2 separate regions of the Gossypium hirsutum genome follow, and region 1 is linked to region 2. The links are chromatin contacts, called in public Hi-C maps. All regions are on one chromosome and are shown on one strand. The core of a region is the stretch at or near the end of the contact, and the rest is flanking DNA. Distances in the headings are between cores, read along the strand shown.

Region 1 (5,832 bases), core at 1,791-4,290, 490 kb before region 2:
AAGCAGCCATATCAATGCAAGTGCCATAAACAACTGATCCTTAAAAAGATACAACAGAAGTAAACATGGGAAAACTGATAAGATAACTTAAGGCATTTTGCAAGAAATCAGGTTCACTTAATGACAAACCAAAGGAGATTTCACATTTTGGCAGGAACTTAGAATTTTTGTCACAAAGCCATTAGAAGGAAAATTACAGATGAACTAATCACAAAATAACCAGAAGCATCTTCGTATTTTCTGACTAGACACTTACAAATCACAACTTCTTCTCAAGGAAATGATGAAATGTCAAAATAACAGTAGTGCAGCCAACATTTTTCACCTCAGCTTGATCCAGAACATTTCACAAGCTTCATATTCACATAGTCCAACCTAAGTTCAATGGACTTAACTAACCGACCAAATGCACCTCTTCTCATCATACAGGTCATTAACTTAACTCTTCGACTCAAATGAATCCAAGTTTTGTTACAGGGAACTCGGTTAGAAATTAACAGAAACTACTATTTAAGTAAACTGAAAGAAGAAAGTGGAGCAAAAGTTTTCCATGGTTGTCAAAAAACCACAAATTAAGCCTATAGTCGATACAATAATCTGTCATATATCTACATTTATGTATTACCAATTTACATATAGCAGTTCACCATCCTACAAAGGAATGCCTTTTCCCAAAACTTCAATGTCATAATATTGCTATTGCTAATTCAATGCTCAATATCAAAAGGTCACAACATACCTTGTCACTTAGGGATTCTCTCAACCTCCTCAATGCTTCTGACTCACCACCTCTAAAGGGAGTGAACTCATCCTGCACAAGGAATCCTTCTTTATAAAGAGCTCCGGCAAGCAATGGCACATTTCTGAAACATTGATGGCTACATACCTGATGCTTTTCCACATACCCGAGTTCCTTTAGTGTCGGAACTTGTAAAATCTCACATCTTCCAACATCTCCAACAGGAGGCGTCCAAGAAAGTTCAACTGAAAGTGAGAAAGATGGTTCCCCAGCAAGCTTTAAAAAGGATTGATAACTCAGTGGTGGTCTTCCCCCATTCTATTGTAGCCGTTAGTTGCATTCATGAAAAGTAGCAATCAATTAGAATAGAAAAGATAGCATCCTTGGTATGAAAAAGCTAGAAACTTGGCGCAAAAGCTTCCAATTCTGTTGATACCAACTTCCGGCTTACCTTCTCTATAATATCTGCAGGATCGAAGATGGTATGACTCACTGGAGAGAAAACCTCGATTCCAGCTGCAGAAGCATAATTCTGTAGAAACAAAGGCAATCTTTGTTTACTATAAAGAATATAAGCATATCAATTGCTAACTTAGCTAAAAGTAATATGTTCCTATGTTGCTCCAACTTTTTATTTTTCTTGAAGTACCCTTGTGTCTGATATATTTTTGGATCTAGGTACGGGGATATGATCCCAAATACATAGAAAAGCTACTTGTTTCAGACACGTATCCATATCCAATACACACCCAACTCCAAGTAATATAGATATGTATGTTTAGTACAAGAAAAAGCTTACAGCACCTGCAGCACATGAATTGAACATCCTCCCCGGAACTCAAACATGAAACCTCAAACTAATTGAAAATACCAAGTTTTGCCATTGGACTATAATGTTGGTGGAAGCCCATTTTTATTTGACATAACACTAATATTTGAAAAAACTCAAGGAAAGTTAAGTATTGTTCTTGAGAGATAGAAGGGGGGGGGGAAGCACAGTTTTACCTTAACTTTATCATCCAAAGCTTGATAATATGGATCAGTGTCATACTCAAAGCAAAGCTTTCTAACATCCCACTGCCAAAAACCCAAAAAACAAACAAGCATTATAAAAAAGAAAAAGACAATTCTTCATAGTTTTAAGTTTAACTTTAAACAAACAAACAATATATGTAAATTATAGATACCAAAAAATGGGAAAAAAAAACAATAAATGTAAATTATAAAGAGAAAATCACCTCGTTTAAGCAACGAATCAAAACCTCACTAGGCTCACCCTTCAACACCAACAACCTCGACCCGAGTTTCTTCAAACTTGAGTCAAGGTCAGCGAGGCTCTCCAATAAGAACCGGATCCTGTTTATACCCGCACGGGTGGATCCTGGGGAGTAGGCGTCTGGGTCCAGCTCCATATAGTGAGGGTCGATGACGAACAAAGGGTAAACACAAGAGGATCCTCTGGAAGCATACTCGAGCGCCGGATTGTCGTGGACCCGGAGCCCCTTTCGGAACCACATTAACGAACCTGACCCGGATGGCATGTTGGGATTCAGTAGAGAAAGTGGAGGTTTCATTTCATAAGACAACAAAATTGCGGTTTTGGACCGTCGGTAAGTTGGCGCCTTAAATGTGGGAGGCAGAGATGTCGGCTAACTTGCACGTACGAGGTGTAGGATAAGGATGCTTGTGAATTGAGAAGAACTCTGAGCACACGGTATACGGTATACGGTATACGTTAGAAATAGGTTTGGATGAGGAACTCTGGTGCGGTTAATGTAGCGCCACGTCGAGGATCCTAACATGTGGATTTCTTGTGGTTGAAAGCTTCTTTTTCAACTTCTCATTTTTAGAAGAATTGATTCACTTTTTTAAACAAAGTTGATATTTTTGGTAAAAATGTTTAAACCACAATTCATAGAAAGGGTATTGTACATTTTAATTAGGAAGATTAGTGTTTTAAAAAGGTAAAGAACTGAATCTCAATGCACTTAGAAAATACGAGAAGCATAAACGAAAGTGAAATCCAGCCATTTACTACTGTTGAGAGTCATTAGAATAGAGTGTTCAGGTTCAGCTCTACAGTAATTTCCTCGATTTTAAAATACACGACAAAAATAACCGTCAAACAACCATAAAAAATGATTTTTTTTCAGAATTAGAAATATCGATTTATCTCCAAAAGAATTTAGAAAAGAATGAAAACACCCTAAATTTGATTTCTCTTTGACGCTATGCAACAACAAAATGCTTTGCAGAGAGAGACAGAACGTGATTTTTTCACCATTATTTTCAAAATCTGATAGAGGATTGAACTCATCACATAATCTATTTTTATTTAGGTTAGTCAAAATGCAGATCCAATGACTTTATTTTCAGACCACCTATTTTTCATTTTAATCAACTTTAAAATAAATATAAATTTAATTTTATATTTGATATCTGAATTTTTATAAATTTTTTAATATGATAGTTAAACTTTCAAAAAGTCAATTTTGTTACTTAAAGTTTTAGTTTCGTTTATTAATATGTACCTTATAACTAATGGTTTTAATTTTTAACTTAATAAAATACTTGAGTTACTTAAATGGTGACACAAGTCAGTTATCAATTTTTACAATTTAAAATATATTAGGAAACAGAAATTAAATAACCCTTAATATTTTCTACAATAAAAAAAGAAAAGAAAAAAACTGGTATTTATATTCTCAAATTTCAATTTTTTTCCTTTTTCCTTCTATTTTTATGTTCTCCAAAAAAAATTAACTCCAAATTGAACTAACCAGTTCAATTCTTTAATGCATGTAACGTTTTTTTCCCTTTTATGTTGGAAATGTATTGGTATCTACAATTAAATTCCCAGAAATAACTACAAAATGAACATAGTTTTTACGTTCTTCAATTTTCTTTCCCTTCAATTTTGTAAAGCAAATTCAAACAGAAGATAAACCTGAATTCAATTCAACACCTTTCAACAATTCTGGAGACTGAAATCTGGTTTCTTATATCCAATATATATCAATAAATATGCTAAAATTAGCAAAGCATATTCTTATACTAGAAAAATATAGAAAAACATTAGGATTTTGAAGACTTCAAAATTTTTAAAAAAATTACCAAGAAAATGAATGAAAATGAGGGAAAACAATTACAATAATCCATAAAAAATCTCAAGAGGGTAGTTTTTCACTTTTGAAAAGACAATTATTGTGGCCACTTCAAGCCCCACTGATACTTTCATCAGTGATGACCCATTCAAAGAAATGATTCTTCATTTTAGTAGAGAGGTAAATTTAAAACTTAAGGAGCTCAAGTTTGGTTTCGTCTTTTTGAAGAAGGCTCTGTTATGTGCCAACTGCAAAGTATGGGACTTGGATCCCACATAAGAAAATATGAAATTTTCTAGTGGGATCTATATGGACCTAGACTCTCCAACCTCAATAGCTAACCTTTGGGGTGTTGTTTACTAAAAGTCCATATCAATTGGTTTCAGAGCCAGAAATCATGTCTCCCAGTTGCAATTGTATGGTGCAAGTGGTGATGTCAACATTGTAGTGTTCGTCTGGGGCTGGATTAAGCTACCGCAGAGCCAATAGCGTGGGCGCAAGGGTTAAGAGTATAGTGGATGTTATTTTCCATGTAATGACTTGTTTTTCAGTAGTCCAATTGCTATTATGTTTTAATTTTAGAAAAGACTTTAGAACCTAGATAGCAACTATTCAACCATTCATGCTTAAGAAAAACAAATAAATAAATGTTTAAGCTCATTCAAACATTCGACCATCAATTACAAAGGGTAATAAGCCTTTTTCTTCAAATTTTTATAGATATATGCTCATGAGAGCTTGATTTTATAACACCCTTAACTCGTCTCCATTACCAAATTAGAGTTATGAAATGTTACCGAGCAAAACAGAACATTTAACTTCATAACAGAAACAATTTTACAATTAAATGCTAACATATGTCAAATAATTCAATTCATGGCATTCATGCACATATAGTCCTTAAATTGAGCCTACAAGGCTCTAAATACAGTTTGGAAACAATCTGGAATAAATCGATATAAATAAAAAAATTCAGAAAAACTTTTAAATTTGGAAAACAAGGGTCACATAGCGATGTGACACAGCCTAAACTGCGTGAACATTCGAAATCAGGACACACGACCGTGTCCCAACCTGTGTGTCCATTCGTGTGTGTATTCGAAGTTGGGTTACACGGCCGTGTCATAGGCTGTGTGCCAGGCCATGTGGATCCTACACCTAATTTTAAAATGACACATGGCCATGTGGCAGCCCGTGTCCCAAGCCGTGTACAGCATATGTTACCCCTAAAACAAGCCTAAATCTTACACATCAAGACATCCCATTTCCACAAGCCTTAGCATGACCAAACCACATAGCAACATACCCAAAATATACAATTTCAAGCAACCTATAAGACCTAACCAATATGCCATTCAAAGGCACCATAATTGATGATCATTCAAACAAATAACCCAACCAAAAAGGCACTTAACATTGGTCATATTTTCATGCTCAATCCATCAACCAAATTAGCCAAAATATAAACATACACATCAAGTTACCATTCCAAAGCATCATTACCTAATAATTAACATTAAGGATTACCTAACCAAACTAATTCAAGCACACATCCAAAACCAACCATTTAAGTAGAAATACCATCATAGGTTAATTTAGCTAGCTCGGGTTAGAACACATCGGAGATGCTATCACACTATCAAGCTATCAATAGGTATAAGCGAATGTATATATTTTAAGTTTATGGCATGTATAGGAACTTGTTATTTGTTAAGTATGTCATTGTTAATGTGGCTGAATGTGTTGGCCTATAATGGTTTATGGTTCAAATTGTATATAGCCATGAATGATGGTTTATGTTGATCATATGCTTATCCATGTGTTAGTGCCTTTTATGTATGCGAAGCTAGTATGTTCATAGTGAGCTAAATAAGATGATTAAGTAAGATAAATGATGATATGTTAACGATGTGTTACTGACTTATTTGTGGTCATTTGTGTAACATCCCTACTCGTATCCGTCGCCAGAATAGAGTACAAGGTATTACC
Region 2 (5,664 bases), core at 1,771-4,270:
GCAGCTCTAATTTCCCTTCTAAGAAAGAAAACTTGGCAAGAGAAAGTTTGAAGATGATCCCCACAACCTGAAAAGATTGTTAAAACTCTTTTAAAAGATAATTTAAGAACAATTCTTGAAAAAGAAAAACCCAAAGAGAAATTGAATAATAATCAATTGTGTCATTTGTGTACAATGCAAAGGCCTATATATAGGCTAGCTAAATAAATCTAAATAAAACTCTTAAATATACTAGAACTCTAATTAATCTAAACAAAAAGTAGTCTTAAACTAGACTTTCTTATTGACATAAAACTCCTAAATAACTTAAACTACTTAATAATTATTAAAATTTTAGAATAATAAAATAATAAAATAATAAGAGCTGATAAATACAATATTGGGCTCATATATAAAAATTAAGCCCAAAACTTGAACCCAATATAATTGAAACTTGAATTAAAAGCCTGAAACTCATAATTCCCGTCATAATCTCGTTCAAAAATTTTGCTCGCATAGTACTCACTGAAATGGTCATAACTTGAGCTCTTGAACTCAAAATCGAGTGATTCAAAGTATGTTCGAAGTTAAGAGATAGATCTTCGAATGCCATGAAGATATCTCAACCCAGAAATGCTAGAATCCCATCCAAAATATTGTCACATGTCTGTTGATTTCCTAAGCTTGAAAATTGACAGCTTTGGTGAATGAAATTTAATAAATTTCACCCCATCCGTGCATGTATTATTCCCCTTTTCCTCAAAAAGATTCATTCTCGAATCTTGTCTTTGATTGAATCCTGATTTGATTTGCTTTGCCTTTGACATTATTGTTGGACCTTGAGGTAGTGTGAGCCCATTATATCCATGGGTTTGAAGTTGGGCCTTAAGACTTGCATCAGTTAATTTCAAATGAAGCTTTGGTTGAGTGATAAATTTAAAGTTTTACTAATCCAATTAGTGTGGGTTCAAATCCCACCATATGCATATATTTTATTGTTTTTTGTTAAAATAAAAGACTAAAGTACCCTCAAATAATATAACTAATTTTAATTATGAATGCACATTTTCATAATTTCCCTAACTGAGTTGGTTCCTAGTTGACTTGTGGCACCAACTCAGTTAGGGACTTAAATAATAGTATACATATACAATTAATGAATGTAATAAGGTGTGCATAATACAATTAAAATGTAAATATTATATTAATATAAAGCTTTTAGTTTAGTGTTAATATTAATGTTTTATTGATTTAAACAACATAGGTTCAAATCCCACCATTTGTAATTTTTTTTTGGTTTTTTAAAAAAAATAAAAAGACTAAAGTAACATCGAAATAATATAACTTAATTTAATTACAAAAAGATATTTTTGTAATTTCTCAAATCAAGTTGTGTCTGGTTGACTTATGACACCAACTCAGTTAATGATTTAAGTAATTGTATAGATAGGTATACAATTGAAGGGGCTAATAAAATATACATAAAAAAATTAAAATGTAAATATTGTAATAAAATAAAGTTTTGGTTTAATGATAATATTATTGTATTATTAATTTAAATAGCATGGTTTAAATCTCATAACAAATTTTTATTGGATTTTTTAAAAAAATTGAAAACACTAAACTGCCATTGTATAATATAACTTAATTTAATTATGAAAGAATATTTTCGTAATTTCCCGAACTGAGTTGATGTCCGGTTGAATCATGACACAAACTCAATCGGAGGTTTAATAATAGTACTAGAAATTCTATTACACACATATACGTCTGGAAACTATGTACTTAGAACACAAATGTTAGTTTAAAAATAATATATAATAAATAAAGATATGTATAATTTGAAACTAATTAATAACAACACATGAAATGTGTATAATGTTAAAATGAAAAAAAGTAGATTAAATTATGAGTAAAATGAAACTTAAATACTTAAATATATTATATTAAGAATATTAATGTTACATTTTGTAGGAGTATTATTTCTTTACTATGATTTAGTACATGAGTTAGTAATAAGCTAATTTTAATTAATAATTTTTAGTTACTCAGATGATTTGTTTTGAGAAAAGAGAAAAAAAAATTTTGAAGTCTTATTTTTTATAAGAACTTTCACTATCTTTCTAGTTTCAAGTTTAACTTTGTACCCACTATTATCTAGGCATAATGACTTTTTTAGCCCACTAACTTTATAAAAAAATCATTTTAGTCAACAATTCAAATTTTCTCTTATTTTAATCTTTCTAATTGATAGAAAAAGTTAATGTTTGTTAACTTCAACACGTATGTTATGTTAGAAATTAATTAAATTTTAAAAATTAAAAATATGTTTATATGTTTTAAATAACTTTAATAGTTTTTATTTTTAAAATAATTTTTAATAACTTTTTTATTTTTAAAATTTTAAAAAATTAATTAATTGATGACATGGTGTCTAAATGACAATCCACGTGTATGCCACATTATCGAAATTAACAAACATTAACTTTTCCAGTGGTTTGACAAATAATATAAATTTAAGGGTTAAAAAAGGTGAAAAATTAAATGGAGAGCAAAAAAAATGATTTTTTTTGTAAAGTTAGAAAGTCAAAAAAGTCATTATCCCTATTACTTATTTTATATTTTTACAACTATTGTAATACATATCTAATAAATAAATTTTTTTCTTTATCTTATTACACTAGTAACCAAAAAAGATATAAATGTATGATACTAACTTAATTAAAATATTATAAATATATACAACTGATGGATGTATTGAAGCATGCGTAATACAACTAAATATAAATATTATATTAAATTAAAGCTTTGGTTAATGATAAAATTAATTTTTTATTGATGTAAATAGTATGGCCTCAAATCTAATTTTTAGTCTTTTAAAATAAAAAAAATTAATTATCTTCAAATAACATAATTTAATTTAATTATAAAAGAAAATTTTCATAATTTATTAATTCGAATTGATACTCGATTTGTGATAACTATTAAATCTAAATAAGATAAATATAAACCAAACCAGACATCAACAATTAAAAAAAAAAAAAGATGTCTCCCAGTTCTTAAGTTTAGAATAACGAAACCGAGTCGGAGGAAAGAACAAGTCAACAAATCACCAAAAGTCAACATTTTCCCGCTGACATTGGGCAACCGTCCCAACCCGAACGGCAGCCTCACCGGCTCACCCTCCAAAACTTCCACCAAGTTCGCACATGTAACGAATTTGGCACGTGCCAAACAAACAGTGAACACTGACTCCAAAAACGCAAATCGCTTTTTTTGATCGTCCTCAGAAAAAGACGGGGCCTGGCCTGGAAGATAAAAATAACCAACGCTTAAAGATCTTTTGAATTCTGAGAGATGTGGAGAAGGCTAGTGACTTCACACTTCAAAACCCTAGCCACCGTTCCATGCCGATCCACTTCTAAGACGCCATCGCTGTCGCCGCTCAGTTTCAAGTCTCACGTTTCTCCATTACCTTCCGCTTATTTCCTTACTCGCCGCTTCTCTACTGGTTCAGGTAACTCTAATTTCCTTAGATCCTTGTCAACGAGTCATTTTGATTTCAAGCTTTGAATATTTTGGATCACTAGTTAATGTGTTTTAATATTCGAAGAAGATGCTAAAAGCAAGATTTCGTGTATCCGACATTGATTTGGATTGGTTTGGATTGTGTAGCGGGTACTGCTGTGAAGAAGAGGGTTGAGGATGTAATGCCTATCGCCACTGGTCATGAGCGTGAGGAGCTTCAGGCTGAGCTTGAGGTGAGTTTTCTTTTTTCACTCTCTTTGTTTGGTTTCAAAATGTGACAAAATTTCTTGTATTGAAGATTATTGTTATGAGCATTATGAATAAATTTAATTTACTGCCTCCTAGTTTATGCGTGGAGTTGCGCTTGTTTATTCTGAATTTAGTGTTCTTTTCTTTGTTTTGTCTAGGGAAAGAAAATCCTTGAAGATGTAAACAATCCAGTCGGTCCTTTTGGCACAAAGGTTAGTGTGGGTTTCAATGTTTTTCACAGTCTATTACACTTTGAGAATCAATATTATATCACGTGTCTTATCATATATGGAAGCAATGTCATATGGCGTTTCAAATATTAACAATCATCTCCTCTTCCTTTTTTTTTGCTTTAAACCACTTGCTTTATTCTGTTTGTATGCAAAGTATTGGCTTTATGTGCACTTCTATTTAAATGGTTTACCTTTTATCTGACGTTTCTATCTCTTGTAACTATTGTTTATCCTTAAGCTCTGATGTTTCATGATGTAAGTAAATATATAGCAAAAGATGTAAATGGGTGCATTATTTGGTATTGTTGCCACATCATTTTTTCAAAGTTATTTATCAGTGTTGTCAAGGTGTGCACCTAGGCAACAAAAAGCGCCTTAGGTCCTTCAGGGCTAGGCGTGCAATGCATGTTTAATCAGTTTCATGCTTGGTGCATCTAGACTCACTTCTTTGTAAGGTGATAGGCACAAAAAGGCCCATCTTATTGTAGTTCTCTTTAATTTCTTTCATTGGCTGTACTTTTACTTGTAAAAAAGGAGATAATATCAAACTCTCTACTTGTCAATATTTGAGTAGGGGTGAGCAAAATCCAATTCCATTAAAAAAAGTTGATTAAATTTTGTAATGTCAAATTATATAGTTCAATTTATTCGAAATTTTGAATCATCCCGAATAAATAGTTTAGCTCGGATTTGAATTGTACAACTCAAATTTGAATAACTCAAATAATTTGAATAATTAACTATGATTCAACCCTACCTGTTGTACATAGTTTTGATCAAGTCATCGGTTGAAAGGTCATCTGTAGTACGATTGGGTGATTGTTTTACAATGACTAAGGGACTCATTTTCTGTGAAATTTCTCACCTTTCTCCTATTGTCTTTTATTTCACTTGTTGATATCTAAAAGTAGAGTTAGGTACTTACTATGATAGTGGAAAAATTGTGATAATGTACCTACATTTGATTGCAGTGAAAATTTTAAAGTGAACTCTTAATTGACATGAAATTTATTTAACTCTAATAGATTTTTTCGACTCGAAAATCCTTTTTTATTTGACTAGAGTTGGTAAAATTTCCAATAAAGTTTGGTTGATAAAATAAAACTTATCAACTTGACTAATTCGAATTGTATCACTTGATTCAACTTGACTTGATCAAATACTCACCCCCATATTTGAGTGTTCTACAAAAAATAGTGGATCATAGGGAAATCATCCATATTGACCAACAAAAGAAAAGAAAAGAGCTACATGTTTTGCAGGATAATTGCACAATTCTTGAGACCATTATCATAATTATATATCTAAACCTCATTTTATCTATATGCAAAGGCACATAAAGAAACACACATATACATGTTGTCTCTTACTTCACTCAACCAGGTCTTTTCATCCATTTATGTTAAATCTAGGGTAACTAATACTCTTCTTTCGTGAATTTATCATTTTGAATTTGTGCCTCTTTAAATGGTGATATATTTTTCCTACTAGAAACTGTAAATATTGATCATTTTGAAACATAAGAATGATGTCATGACTTGACTTTTGACGGTAGAAATAATTTTATCTGCTCATAGGAATCTCCTGCTGTCGTTAAGTCCTACTACAACAAGAGAATAGTTTGATGCCCAGGAGGTGAAGGTGGTAAGTTTCTTTCATCAATTCTCTGTTTATG

The links. A called contact is a pair of places that touch in the nucleus more often than the background predicts.
Region 1: a Hi-C map of leaf shows a contact between it and region 2, with 5 times the contacts expected there. The contact joins the promoter of LOC107962174 here to the promoter of LOC107962957 in region 2. A contact is called at or near these places in 2 of 34 Hi-C or Micro-C datasets (both in leaf).

What each region holds. Positions count from the first base shown.
Region 1 is chrA06:64,930,944-64,936,775 of Gossypium_hirsutum_v2.1, reverse strand. LOC107962174 ((6-4)DNA photolyase) reads right to left here and starts at 3,040. Exons shown (of 14, transcript XM_016898465.2): 1 at 1,978-3,040; 2 at 1,745-1,816; 3 at 1,191-1,271; 4 at 887-1,057; 5 at 740-811. The coding sequence starts at 2,313.
Region 2 is chrA06:64,445,849-64,451,512 of Gossypium_hirsutum_v2.1, reverse strand. LOC107962957 (cytochrome c oxidase subunit 5b-2, mitochondrial) reads left to right here and starts at 3,020. Exons shown (of 6, transcript XM_041115548.1): 1 at 3,020-3,496; 2 at 3,655-3,740; 3 at 3,915-3,968; 4 at 5,567-5,633. The coding sequence starts at 3,337.